Linked DNA regions of Mus musculus: regions 2, 3, 4 and 5 are each linked to region 1. A link is a contact called in public Hi-C, HiChIP or PLAC-seq and promoter capture Hi-C data. All regions are on one chromosome and are shown on one strand. The core of a region is the stretch at or near the end of the contact, and the rest is flanking DNA. Distances in the headings are between cores, read along the strand shown.

Evidence for each region. Promoter capture Hi-C pulls out the DNA fragments that hold promoters and counts their contacts. Hi-C and Micro-C count contacts between places; a contact is called where the count stands out from the background. HiChIP or PLAC-seq counts read pairs in DNA pulled down with a chosen protein or histone mark.
Region 2: a promoter capture Hi-C map of liver shows a contact between it and region 1, with 4 times the contacts expected there. The contact joins the enhancer-like site here to the promoter of Leprot in region 1. A contact is called at or near these places in 4 of 39 promoter capture datasets (hippocampal neurons, liver and pre-B cells), 1 of 15 datasets of contacts at CTCF or cohesin (large pre-B cells), 9 of 484 Hi-C or Micro-C datasets (CD4 T cells, Th1 cells, brain and 6 more), 5 of 115 datasets of contacts at active chromatin or transcription factors (the NIH/3T3 cell line, astrocytes, bone marrow-derived dendritic cells and 2 more) and 1 of 9 other capture datasets (liver).
Region 3: a contact with region 1 is called in a promoter capture Hi-C map of 3T3-L1-derived adipocytes, with 4 times the contacts expected there. The contact joins the enhancer-like site here to the promoter of Leprot in region 1. A contact is called at or near these places in 4 of 39 promoter capture datasets (3T3-L1-derived adipocytes, hippocampal neurons, liver and 1 more), 1 of 115 datasets of contacts at active chromatin or transcription factors (bone marrow-derived dendritic cells) and 1 of 9 other capture datasets (liver).
Region 4: a contact with region 1 is called in a Hi-C map of erythroblasts, with 2.3 times the contacts expected there. The contact joins the enhancer-like site here to the promoter of Leprot in region 1. A contact is called at or near these places in 2 of 39 promoter capture datasets (hematopoietic stem and progenitor cells and liver), 2 of 484 Hi-C or Micro-C datasets (the G1E-ER4 cell line and erythroblasts) and 1 of 115 datasets of contacts at active chromatin or transcription factors (double positive thymocytes).
Region 5: a contact with region 1 is called in an H3K27ac HiChIP or PLAC-seq map of embryonic stem cells, with 2.8 times the contacts expected there. The contact joins the promoter of Raver2 here to the promoter of Leprot in region 1. A contact is called at or near these places in 1 of 484 Hi-C or Micro-C datasets (embryonic stem cells) and 1 of 115 datasets of contacts at active chromatin or transcription factors (embryonic stem cells).

The regions. Positions count from the first base shown.
Region 1 is chr4:101,646,512-101,649,040 of GRCm38.p6, forward strand. It overlaps Leprot (leptin receptor overlapping transcript), which reads left to right and starts at 1,272. Exons shown (of 4, transcript NM_175036.4): 1 at 1,272-1,314. The coding sequence starts at 1,299.
Region 2 is chr4:102,646,013-102,648,541 of GRCm38.p6, forward strand. No RefSeq gene overlaps it. Among named protein-coding and RNA genes, the nearest start is that of Gm52667, 78 kb to the left of the region's middle. Within about 2 kb of position 1,264, at least 34 of the 459 cell types and tissues checked have an H3K27ac peak or open chromatin away from gene starts, as enhancers often do. A contact at or near this core is called in bone marrow-derived dendritic cells, liver, pre-B cells and 1 more, where this site is marked.
Region 3 is chr4:102,623,857-102,626,385 of GRCm38.p6, forward strand. No RefSeq gene overlaps it. Among named protein-coding and RNA genes, the nearest start is that of Gm52667, 56 kb to the left of the region's middle. Within about 2 kb of position 1,260, at least 104 of the 459 cell types and tissues checked have an H3K27ac peak or open chromatin away from gene starts, as enhancers often do. A contact at or near this core is called in 3T3-L1-derived adipocytes, bone marrow-derived dendritic cells and liver, where this site is marked.
Region 4 is chr4:100,992,847-100,995,375 of GRCm38.p6, forward strand. Cachd1 (cache domain containing 1) reads left to right here. Exons shown (of 27, transcript NM_198037.1): 24 at 1-44; 25 at 1,189-1,266; 26 at 1,889-1,990. Among named protein-coding and RNA genes, the nearest start is that of Raver2, 75 kb to the right of the region's middle. Within about 2 kb of position 1,260, at least 30 of the 459 cell types and tissues checked have an H3K27ac peak or open chromatin away from gene starts, as enhancers often do. A contact at or near this core is called in the G1E-ER4 cell line and erythroblasts, where this site is marked.
Region 5 is chr4:101,067,766-101,070,294 of GRCm38.p6, forward strand. Raver2 (ribonucleoprotein, PTB-binding 2) reads left to right here and starts at 1,273. Exons shown (of 12, transcript NM_183024.1): 1 at 1,273-1,564. The coding sequence starts at 1,349. It overlaps Gm35956 (a long non-coding RNA gene), which reads left to right and starts at 1,572. Exons shown (of 2, transcript XR_867959.2): 1 at 1,572-2,529.

The sequences.
Region 1 (2,529 bases), core at 22-2,521:
TCTGTAGAGGACTTGGACTACTGGATGGTTTCTAAGATGAAGGAAGATTCCACTGAAGAAGGTAAGAATAAGATGGATCTGGAGGAGTGAAAATTGGCCTTAGTTACTTGCAGGCCTGCGTTTATTTAAGGACCTAAAGAAATCCGGACCCACAGAGTTTGTAATGAATGAGGGGGATAGACGGACGCGGTAGTTTACACAAAATGTTAATGTAGTTTGCTACAAAGCAAGCAAATCTATACAAAAGTCAAAGATCTTACATAGGGATATCTCTAATCCTGATTTCTGGTGCTGTCACTCACTCCCGATCTCTACTATATCAGCCACACACTCTCAAAACAAACCACACAGGCACACAGGAAGAGTCGTCCTGGAAGGTAACCTCTCCCCATCCTTATCCCGTGCCCCACTTTTTCCACCAGTCCTTTCAGGCAAGTTTCCTAACAGCCAGCCAGGGTGATGGTGAGCATCTAGAATCTCCTGAGGCAGAGCCTGGGCCCCAAGTCACGACAGTGAGGAAGGGATGGACCCCAGATTGAGAAACAGGGCTGAGATGTCTCAGAATCCAGGATCCCCCGAAGAGTTAAAATAAAGGAGTTATTCTGAAGTAATCAAAGTGGGAGGGGGCTGAGACTAGGAGCGGAGTTCCCGGCCAGCGGGGCGGTGCTGAACAAACTGGGAGACTACTGGAATGAAGTTCTGAGTGGCAGGAAGTAGGACCAGTAGAGTCCGAGCTATGAGTGGCGGAGGCGGGATCAGTCCAATGGGGTGGAGTTCTGCATGGCGGATTGGGATCCGTGCTGGCAGGGACTGAGCTCAGCCAACTGGGGGCGGAGTCCGCGAAGTGGAGGAAGGCGTTGGGGGAGGGTCTCCATGAGCTGGAGGCAGGATTATGTGCCAGAGTGGCGGAACTGTGGGCCGAGCGGAACCGGGCCCGGCAGAGGAGGAGCTCAGAGTGGCAGGGATCAGAACCAGTATAGGAAATACTGAGTGCCTGTAGGGCAGAATCTGGCATAATTGGGTGTGAGGTTGTAATTGGCAGAATTCTAAACCAGTAGGAATCAGGTTCTGCATGGATGGTGGGATTGGGCTTCTGGGGGCGGGAAGCCACGGGATGGGGCGGAGTCTAAAATCAGGGGCGGGGCCTAATGAAGGGGCGGGGCTCCGTTGGTTGGGTAGGAAGTCAATACCGTCAGGGGGCGGGCCGGGCTTTGGATTCGCGCGCCGGCCCTGGCTAGTCTGGGTGTGGGCGGCTTTTGGAGAAAGCCGGAAGCAGCGACAGCCCCAGCTCCAGAGACATGGCGGGCGTTAAAGGTACACTGCGACCCTCGCCCGCGGCTAGTGGGTGGGGTCGCTCCTGGCTCCAGGCTGCATGGCGAGCAGCCTGTGTGCGGGTGTGCGAGTTCCTGCAGACCGCGGCCTCCCGAATGCGCGGCAGAGGTGTTTTGCGGAGCCTATAAACGCTCGCGCCCACGCCCACGCCCGTCAGTTCCCAGGCGGGGGCTTCTCCCGTGGGCTGTACGTTCCACAGTGGTCCCCTGGGCTTTTCAGTTCTCCGTAGGTCACATCAGGGTCCCACATCCTCACCTTCCTGCCCCGCCGCAGTTTCCTGTGGCTTACAGAGGAGCCTTTGTGTCCAGGATGTGTGTTGGAAACTTGGTCCTGTTGTTCCCTTACGGTTTTTCTCGCTGGGCAGAATAATTTCGGGCGTGTGGCACTTTGGAAAGTAACCAGAAATACCCTATTCGACGCAACCTTGGGGCTGCAATTAGATGGGATTTTAACAAGACTTTTCTTGAGTGTTTACTGGTCTGTGAACAGAGCAGTATGTGCTGTTTGTGTTCTTGAATGGTGATGAAAGGAGGGTACCGAAAGATTATCACCCTGATCTGTGTGAATGCAGAGCTTTGGGCGTTGGGTGGGGACAAAGTTACTGGAAGGCTTCCTGGTATTTGGATTTCTGGTCATCCGCACAGAGAAGACTTAATTTATCTCTGTGTTGGACTTCCTTTCTTTGAAAACTATCCACAAAGACCTTCCCACTCACCAACATCTGTAAGATGGATACAGTGTATACTCATGTGGATGCACTGTACATTATCTGTGCACAACTAGTAACAGACATAGCTAACCATTTTGGGGGGACTTTTGTATTTCAAATCAAAGTAAACATGGTTTACTTGGGCAATGTCCACTGTATGACGTATCCATTTGAAGACAGTGTAGAAAGCATGTAAAATTGTGTCTCACTACTACAGAGTGTTCAGTCCTGGACAGAAAGTACAAAGTAGCAACAGTAATTTATGGGCCTATGTAGTGAAAAGGAACAAAGGCTATGAAGTAGACAAGAGCACAAGGAAGTAAAACTTTGCCCATAATTCAACTGTTATTGAGAAACTATGCTGGAGACTTGGGATAAAAGATAAGTGAGAAGTTTGGACTGAGTTGATTGCCGAAAATAATTATATTGCTGTGTAAGAAAATGATGTGTGCTCTGACAGTTGAGAACATAGAGATAATATAGTGGAG
Region 2 (2,529 bases), core at 14-2,513, 1.0 Mb after region 1:
TTTCCATGCTACCTCAAAGGAACTGTTTACTAGCTTGCATTGGGAGGAGACCAGGGATGCTGACTATCTGCTCACACTGCACAGGAAACCTTCTCACAGAGAGCATCATTTGTCCCCCAAAGGCAGTGGCCAAATCCTTGTTTTAAGTCTCCTGTCAGTCTAGTGCTCTTCTGCATTGTGAGTCTTCTTGAAGCTTCAAGGAGGAGACACTGTCAGTTATGGAGGTCTCCAGGAGTGGATAGTTCTCACGGTAGCAAGTAAAACACAGGAAGGATTCTCTATGGCTGCTCAAAGTCACATTTCAGTCAGAAGCTTCTCACACATCAGTGGGTGCTTTGATGACACCTTGATATCCCTGTGACCATCTCCTCCTCCTCCTCTATTGCCACGTTAAGTTCTGTATTCTACAGTGGGGCTGGTGGCACATGCCTGCTGTCTCAGCACCGGCTACATAGCCAGTGCTATATAGCAAGACTCTGTCTTAAAAGAAAAAGAAGCCATATTCAACAATCCCTGCTTCTGACTCAGGATCTTGTGACTTGTGGCCAGCCTGGCTAATATGGGTCTTTCCTGCAGTAACTAAACATCCTATCAACCGAGTTTTTTCTTCCTGCCCAAAAATTTCCTTAAAAGTCAAATAATCTTTCCTTTTGGCATTAATGCCTCATCTCTAATATTGAATAATCCTTTTCTATCCTCTCTGATATACCTGGGTCTGTTGGCTCACTTATCTATCTTATCTATCTATCTATCTATCTATCTATCTATCTATCATCTATCTATTTACTTGCTTACTTACTTACTTACTTATTTAAACTTCATAATGATCAGAGCAGTTGGAGATTAAGCCATCCAGACAGTAATACTCCTTTCTCATTATGACTGCTACCCCCTCCTCCAGTCAATTTTTAGAACAGATTCACTTCTGTTGCCTTATCTCATCAGCAGGTTCAATAGAGTGTTAGATAATTTTATTTTTCCTGGGACTTAACTGAGGATGGTAAATTCACTACTAGTGATACTTGGATAGGAGAAAGATCAATATTGCCAGTGTTTGCTGGGTTAAATTTAAGGGAGCTATTCTATCACGTGGGTGTAAGTGTGTTTCAGGGTAAAAGAGCAATAGCAACCAGACACCTTCTGGAATTCTTTCCAACTCTAAAAGGCAGGGGAAAAAAAAACACTGAAAAACATTTTGGTGTCACTGAGAGTGTGTCATTTCTATTGAAATGAGGAAGTTCGTTTTTACAGTTCAAGTCAGGAAATAGTTTACATCCTCTTAGTGTTTAGAGTCACTGCAAGATTATGGTCATTGATGTGATCTCTGATAGCACTTTAGTGTTAGCAAAACCAAGTCATTAGTTTATTTATGAAGTATATATTAAGTTTGAATGATGTTCTTAATACAAAATCATTATTTCTGCTTTGAAGTCCAGCAACACAGGCATTATATGATAATATGAACATGTCACGGCAACCTAGTGATTTTATCCAAAGAAAAGAGCAGAGGGTAGAAGGACATAAGAAGACCAATAGCAGAAAAAAAATTCCCAATTTCCAGCTATACTAGTAGAGTCCTGAACGTGTGCTTTTGTGGATAAAAATGCACTTGCTTAAGTCAAATGTGGGACCATAATGGCCCCAGGTTACAGAAGAGTGGTCAAGGGAGCTTCAACCCAGATATCACAAACGTGAGAATGGCAGAAATTGGCTACCTCCCCCTCCTAATCTGGTGCCATAAATCCTACCATCAACCCTAGCAGGAATTTATTACCCTAATAGTTAGGAGGCTGCACTTTTTGTTTGACCTTATGAGGTTTCCCCACAAACACATCCTACATTCCCTGAGTTTGTAGATGAAACATCTTCAACACCCCTGTCTTGGCCAGTGGTACTCAGCCACACAACCCTTGCCCCAGAGACCCTGTCCACCTCCCCAGGGATACAAATTCCCCTCCCCTCAAATGAATGAACCAGTTCTACAAAGCTGCTCTGGTTGTGCTTATTGCCCGTGCATTCATTACCACTCGAGATCCCACCAGCACCCAGATAAGCTTTCCTCCCTCTAGGCCAACTTGGTGCATGCACAACAGGCCTGGGTACCCAGAGGGAGGAGGAGTCATGGGGCAGCAATCAAACACTTATTATATATTGCTTTCATAAACTGTAGCATTGGTATTATTAGGAAAATGTTCAACATTTAATCCTGGAGGGAAGAGGATTTCATAGGGTCCTACTTCTTGGGGAACCTTTGGCAGTTAATGGCTCCAGGAGGACGGGTGTCATTTTGTATCAGTGGTACATCCAATGAAAAGTGGCCCACGTATCTATAAATAGCCTTCCCCCCTTGTGCTTACACAAGTGACTCTAATGAAACCAGTGGGACGTGCGTGTGCATAAGCACACATACATACACCCACACACACACACACACACAAGTGAAAACTGGGAGAAGACATTTTGGAGGGAAGGGGCCTTCAGAAAGTCAGAAGGAGATAGAAGAGATGGGGTAGGGAAATAGTTTTAAAT
Region 3 (2,529 bases), core at 10-2,509, 980 kb after region 1:
AGGCTGAGCTTTGTCCTAGGTGTTCTACATGTAATAGTGTGGTGCATCTTCTCAGTAAGAACAGAGAATCTATTGTCTCTTGCTGACAAGAGTTGAGGCACAGGGTTGATAGGGCTCAGAGTGCTTAGGCAATGTCCTGAGGTCAAATTAGTGTATACTTCTCCTTTCTAGAGTGATTCTGGGGATCAAAAAGACAGTGTCAGAGAAGTTTTTATTTGAAAACTACTACATTGGGTGATGCTAAGTTGTAGGGTACAAGGGTGTTCTTAGGTGGCATCTAGAAGGCAGGGCCTAATCCTGTTCTCTGAGGTGGACAGTGTTTTCAGTGAGTAGACTGGCCTTCCTCATGCTGGCCTTTGTTTCCGGAAGCTTGGCCTCCTCTTGAAGAGCCTCGGGTGTGTTGAAACTCTGTAGAATTCAGGGGAAATTGCTGCTGGGTCAGAGCCTATGCAGCTGTCCCCTGGGAGTTTCCAGGTTTGTGTGGGTGCAATATCAATCATTTTTGTTTGAGAAGAACTGGCCAAAAGCCAATGTTCTCTTTCCCCTGCCCAGGCTGTGGGTAAGAAAACCCAAAGATTTCTTCAATAAAAGGAAGAGAAATTGCTCAAGCTTGATTATCTAGCACAGAGGCTGGCATAGAGAGGAAAGGGCTTGCCCCATGCCCAGTAAGGACAAGAGTTTTAAAGTCGTCACCACACTTGGCTCGTATCCTGATGGAACATACTGCCCCCATTGTACAGAAGTCAGAACCAAGTTGGTCAATATCACCCATGAATGTAGAACGAGGACGTTTTCTCCTTTCAAAGCCAATGCTTTCTTCACTGCCTGAGATTCCTTGTGAGGAGACAACACTGGGGAGCAATATAGGGCAAACTGTGAAGCCGATTGTTGTGTGACTTTGACCAGATGATCGAATCTCTCAGAATCTGTTTCCTCTGACAACAGTAACAACAACAAAAATAACTGTAATCTACCTAATAGATGCACCATGAAGCACTGTGGGTGTTAAGTGGGTCAAAATGGGGGAATTACTTAGAGCATGGTCCCACCCCACGATCAGATACTGATTATAAAACTTGATTCTAGAAATGCTCTGTTGTCCTGCCAGTGATGCCGTGTGCTCAGAAGGAAGGAAGAGGAGACTTCTCGAGCAGTAATTCAGACTCTGTGGTTCGTGGATACTTGAGATTCATGGCCTCACACAGCTCTGACAAGGATTGAGGCCCAGTGTGGATAGGGCTGGGAGGGTTCAGCCCGTGTCCTGAGGTCAACTTGGCAGATACTTCTCCTTTCTGGAGCAGTGTGACTCTGAGGATCAAAAGGACAACGTCAGAGAAGCTTGCTTTGAGAACGGCCAGTGTTCCTGTGGGTGAAGATTTTGAAGAACATAGGAGGGAACTGAAAGGCAGAGGTGTTCGGCCACATGATGACGCTGAGCAGAGACAGAGAACTAGAGTGTAAGCCCCAGCCTGATGCCAGCACTCCAGCTCCCTATCATAACAGAAAAAGAGCCCAGCAGCCCAGCTTCAAAGGATTTATGCATCTGTGTACCTCCCTTGTGCTTGCCTATGGTGAGGTGTCCTCCAGGGGGAGGAGGGCTGTCATCTCATCTGCACCATTTTATTTGACAAATATGTTGTTTTCTCTTCTTTTCTTTTCTTTTCTTTTCTTTTCTTTTCTTTTCTTTTCTCTTCTCTTCTCTTCTCTTCTCTTCTCTTCTCTTCTCTTCTCTTCTCTTCCCTTCCCTTCCCTTCCCCTCCCCTCCCCTCCCCTCCCCTCCCGTCCCCTCCCGTCCCCTCCCGTCCCCTCCCGTCCCCTCCCCTCCCCTCCCCTCCCGTCCCCTCCCGTCCCCTCCCGTCCCCTCCCCTCCCCTCCCCTCCCCTCCCCTCCCCTCCCCTCTTCTCTTCTTTTGCTTGGTTTTTTTGTTTTTTGGTTTTTGTTTGTTTTTCGAGACAGGGTTTCTCTGTATAGCCCTGGCTGTCCTGGAACTCACTTTGTAGACCAGGCTGGCCTCAAACTCCGAAATCCGCCTGCCTCTGCCTCCCGAGTGCTGGGATTAAAGGCATGCGCCACCACACCCAGCAAATATGTTGTTTCTTGACCAGGTCTCCCATTTTAAATGATTAAAGCATAAAGCAGGCTGGTAATTTGGTAGATTCCTATAGTAGCTCAGGTTTGTAAGACGTGGATCTTTGCATGTGTTTACAGTCTGCCTGCCTACTGTGTTCAGGGACTAGGATGAGAAAATGACATCGAGGAACAATGGCATCAGTTAAATAATCAATGAATGCCTATGCACAAACAATGTAAGTTACCATTCAATGGCATTCTGTGGTGTTTCAAGTTCCACGGGTAAAGAAAGGCAGGATGAAGAGCCTGAGAACAGCACAGCCCTGTAGGAGAAGGGGCCCACACAATTTGAGGAGCTTATGGGGTCTCGATATGTTTAGAATAGGGCTTCTTAAACCCTTTACACTGTAATCCCAATTATGCAGGTTTATAACATACAATGTCTATCTAGCCATATGG
Region 4 (2,529 bases), core at 10-2,509, 650 kb before region 1:
CCATCGCCGCAGCCACCAGCACATGTCACCTCTTGCTGCTCAAGGTGAGTACAGAAAGCCTCTTGGAGGTTGTTGAGCAGCGATTTGAATAGGCCTCTCAGAAATCGTAGAGCAGCGTGACATCTGATGTCCCCAAAGCCTGCTTTCTAATTTAGTGCCTAAATTCCACATGCCCCATTTTGATTACCCAGAAAATACCAGGCCCTTTCCAGATACTGCCGGCATCCTCATCCCTCACATACTCCGTGGCTTACATGAACTGGGCAGCTAGCGTGCTGACCCACAGGGTGTCAGCATGCTGCCCTTGCAGGTCTGAACCCAAGCAAATCAGAGACCTCCAGATCATTATGAGCAAGAATTTGAATCTATCCAATGGCCTTCCTGTACATTAGAATAATCAGATCTTTCCAAACAGAATAAATCATCGAAGCAAACTATAAAAAGAGTTGGCCTATATTCGTGACCTTGTTGCCATCTGAGTCTGCCATCTGTACTCAAAGCCATTCCCACCCTTCCCGAAGTCCCCAGAGATATGTCAGCCTGCCCTTTGTGAAACTCACAGTTTTCCTGTCCACTTAGCTCAGCTTGTAGGACTAGTGACAAGTTGGTGTTAGGTGTTGCTATGACGACAGACCTGACACAGCATAGCCACAGAGAAAGGTATACCTACCTGAGAATCGGCTAGACTCAGGGTGGCCGCATCCAGTGTGGCCTTGCACCTGTATGCAGCTCTGGAGCCTTTTCACGGCTCAGCCAGTAACGCTTCAGACCCACTTCTTCTGCTTAAGCACTTGATAGAAGATTAACAATGAGCTGGCCTCCACCCGTTTCTTCTTTCTCCAGAACACTATTCTAGATGCTCTTCCCTTATTCTCTTGTTCTTCCTTTGTCTCTGCCCACCCATGTATCAGACAGAGGCATCTGTTCATTCTCTTGCAAGCTCATTATTTTATTTTATTTTATTTTATTTTATTTTATTTTATTTTATTTTATTTTATTTGAGGGGCTGGAGATAGAACCCAGCACACTTGAGGAGAGCTTTCTACCACTCTCCTCCATCCTCTGCCCTGAACTCATTCTTGACGGAATGCTGTCACCTAGCCATCAAACCATCACTCAGCAGGGTATTAAAGCCCATGGTTTTGTTTGATTAAATAGTCATGTTTCTCTCTTTCTAATGATGGACAGAAATGTCAGTGCGTATGTCCAACCTGGAGAATGACAGAGATGAAAGAGACGATGACAGTCATGAAGACAGAGGCATCAGTGAGTATCTGCCACCCCCTGCCTCGTGTGTCAGCGGGAGGCTAATCCAAAATAAATATTCTTTCTTATGTCCTTTTGGCTTGTATTAAAATTTCAGAAGCTTTGACATGGTAGATTTTTTTTTCCTCCCCTTTTCACTAGGAATAGGTGTGGGTCTCTGCTTTGTTTCAGAATATCTCTTTTTTTTGGGATGTTATCTTTTACACTTTCTTTGACCTAAAGCCTCTCGCCCCATGACTTTTCCAACATGTTGTTTTAGAAAGAGAACTTTCTAGAAAAAATTTTTTTAGTCCCCTAATTAGTGTACACATCTCAGAGTAATGGAAAAGTGCTTTCTTTCTTAAAAGAGACTTCTGTTGATGTTGAACTCCCATGGCCTTTCGCTGCCTAGACGTTAGCCTGCTGGTGCCTGGAGATAAGCAGCTGACCGCCCCTCCCTGCATCAGCCCTAAGCCAGCTTCCCCCACCCCCATCCTTAGGATTCTTTTAAAAATTATTTATTCTAACTTCTGAAAGACTGACCCTTCCAACACGTGAGTGAGTGGGCATGCTCAGAGCAAGGGGGTTGAACAATGAAGGCACTGGCACAGGAATGACATTAATTGTCCGTGACGTCCTACAGTCAGCAACACCCGGTTCATAGCTGCAGTCATGGAGCGACACGTACACAGTCCAGAAAGGAGGCGACGCTACTGGGGCCGCTCGGGAACTGAAAGTGATCATGGTAAGATCTGGTGTCCGGCATTCGAGCTCCCAGAGGCCTGGGCTATGCTGTGGGAGGCGGGCACAGACTGACTCTCTCTTTCTCCTGTTCTGTTCGTAAGCTAATTTATTTTGACATAGTTTCCCCAAAGGATACACCCAAGCATGACATGGTTTGAGAAAAGTGTCAAGCTAAAGGGCCCTGACCACACAGATTGCTTTCAAGTTTTTCTCCATCGAGAAGGTGGGGGCTGGTGAGATGGCTCAGTGGGTAGAGATTCTTGCAGCCATGCCTGATGACCTGAGTTCAATCCATGGAATCCACATGACAGAAGGAAAGAGCTGATTCCCCCAAGTTACCTCTGACTGCCCCACACCACAGTGTACAGGCACACATACACAAATAAGTGTAAATTTTTTTCTTCTCTATATAGCCTTAGCTGTCCTGGAATTCACTTTGTAGGCCAGGCTGGCCTTGAATTCATCGAGACCTTTTTGACACTTATTTCATATCTGTAACCAAATACCAGGTGAAAAAAACTTCAGGGAGGAATTATTCCT
Region 5 (2,529 bases), core at 23-2,522, 580 kb before region 1:
GGATCTTCTCTCTGTGTCTAGGGAATAGGGTTGTAAATACTGGGGCACCGCCCTCACTCATGTTAATGATGTAAGTATTCTAGAACAGTCTGAGGACTATTAACCGTAATTTTGGGGTAGAGTGATTACAGATGACTTATTTTTATAATATTTAGAACATTGAGCCTAATCACACCAGCTTCCATTTCTTCATGTGTAATGGGAAGAAAATAAGCTTTGCCTAATTGGATTTTTTTTAAAGGGAAGCACTGTAACATACTTAGAAATATGTGGGTGGCACCTGCTCAGTACTGAATTTATGATTTTATTCATTTGATGTGTGTGTGTGTTTCTCTGGAAGCCAGAAAAGTGCATTGGATCCGCTGGAGGCAGAGTTACAGGTAGTTGTGAGCCATCTGACTTGGGTACTCGAATTAGTACTGTGGTCCTCTGCAAGAGCAGCAAGTGCCCTAAAGCGATACGCCATCTCTCCAGCCCTTTCATGATATTTAAAGCATTTTCCTTTAACAGATCACTTGCTGGGTTAAACAGGCTTTTTTTTTTTTTTTTTTTTTTTTGTGCATTTTCATGGGGCACACTTAAGTAAGGTGTGTGTTCCTATTTGCTAATAGTCATTACAGCTGGTGAGAGTTGAAGGGTATTTATTATATTTTGTAGATCTCACTTTAACTAGGTATATCTTTCCACAGTATGTCTCCTTCCAAGTTTCAATTCAAATAATCAAGGAACTTATTCCCCTGCCTTCTGCCGAAGCTGTCCTAGTCTTTGTTTCAGCTTTGATTTGTGTTGCAAATACAACTAGCCAGGTTGTCATCTTAGGCCGCAAAGGGACCGATGAAAGATAATGATTTCTTATACACAACCAGGAAAATTTGTTATGCTCAGGTCTTACTAAATAATACCAAACCTTCCCCCAGAATATTTTTAGATAAATCTCATATGTTATTTTTCATCGAAAACTTAACTTTGCCAAATGCGCACTTCTTGATGTGTCAGAATTGAGGCCAGGAGTTCTCTGGCCTGCGCAGTGGCGCCTGAGGCCCTCGGATTTGAGAGGCGAGGCCGAGCGCGGCGAGCTAGGGGTAGTGTTGGTAGGGGTTCGAGTCCCACCATGTTACCGCGTCCTAGATTCCGCAGGTGTCCTGCAGGGGGAGGGGGCGGAGCGTCGGGGGCGTGGCTGGATAGGGCGTGTCTCCGGGCTCCGCCCCTCCCGCGTCGGCGGCTGCGGCGCCTCCCCCGCCCGCGCGCCCTTGCTCCGCGTCCGGCCCGCCTCGCCCCCGCGCGGCCTCTCCGCTTTCTCTCCCGCTTCGCTCCGGCCTCTCCGAGTCTGCAGCGGGGCGCCGGGAAGATGGCGGCGCGGGGAGGCGGCGCGGGGGGCGCGGGCTCGGGATCCGGACCCTCTGCTGGGACGGCGGGGGAGGCCGCGGAGCCCGCGCTGCGCCCGGGGGAGGTGGCTGCGCTGCACCCCCAGGAGGTGGCTGCACGGCTGCAGCGGATGCGACGGGAGCTGAGCAACCGGCGGAAAATCCTAGTGAAAAACCTGCCCCAGGACAGCAGCTCCCAGGTATGGGCACCGGGCCGGGGTGACCGGGGCGGGTTTGGGGACACCGCAAAACCGGAGGAGACCGTAATGGTCCCGGCGCCTAGGAGAGAAGGAGGTATGCGCACCGAGCCCAGAGCCCTTTGCCTCGACGAAGCCTTTCTGCAGCCAGCGAGAGCAGCGTGTTGGGAAACTGAGGCTGGGCAAGGCGGAGCGGCTCGTGCAAGGTCAGGGGGTTCTGGGGCGGATGCTGCCACGTCTGGTCTGTACTTTGTGTTCCCTCCAGCCCAAGGCGGTGTTGAAGGTGAAGGCGCGTGGTGGGGAGCTGAGGAGCTCAGATTTAGGGGGCTGGCTTCCGGAGCCCCTCGAGAAGGGAAGGGGTCCCGCGTAGGGTGTTGGGGACTTGGATTGCCACGGGGGCGGGGTCACGGGAAAGCTGGGCGAGTTCTTCTGCAGAAGCACTTGACCAAGTTTGTATGAAACAACTTTGCTCCGCTTGTTAAGGCCGCAGAGAGCAGAGGCTGATACTGCGCCGGCAGTCTTGCAGCCTTCTGCCAAACCAAGTATGGCAGGATTTGTTTCTGTGCTTGCGCGGAGTTTAAAGCTAAGCAGCTCGCAGTCTTTAATCCAGATTAACTGTTGCTTCTTGGATTAGAAAGCCCGAGTCGACTTAACTTCTTTTTTTTTTTTTCCCTGATTGCGAAAGTTAAAATCTTATTGTAGGAGCGCTAGAGAATTTGAAGGATTTTCTCGGGATTCATATTCATTCATTCTCATTCATAGCCCTCCCCATTTTTTTCTCTCTGTTTTTCCCTCTTTTCCTCTCCTTTCTTTCTTTGAGACAGCGTGCCAAGTATCCCCAGGCAGGCCTTGAATTTCTGATCCTCCTTTCTCCACCTACCATGTGCTAGGATTTCAGGTGTGTACCACAGGCTCGGCGCAACAGTCCTGCATGCATGAGAGAGTGTGTGTTTATTACTCCCAAGACT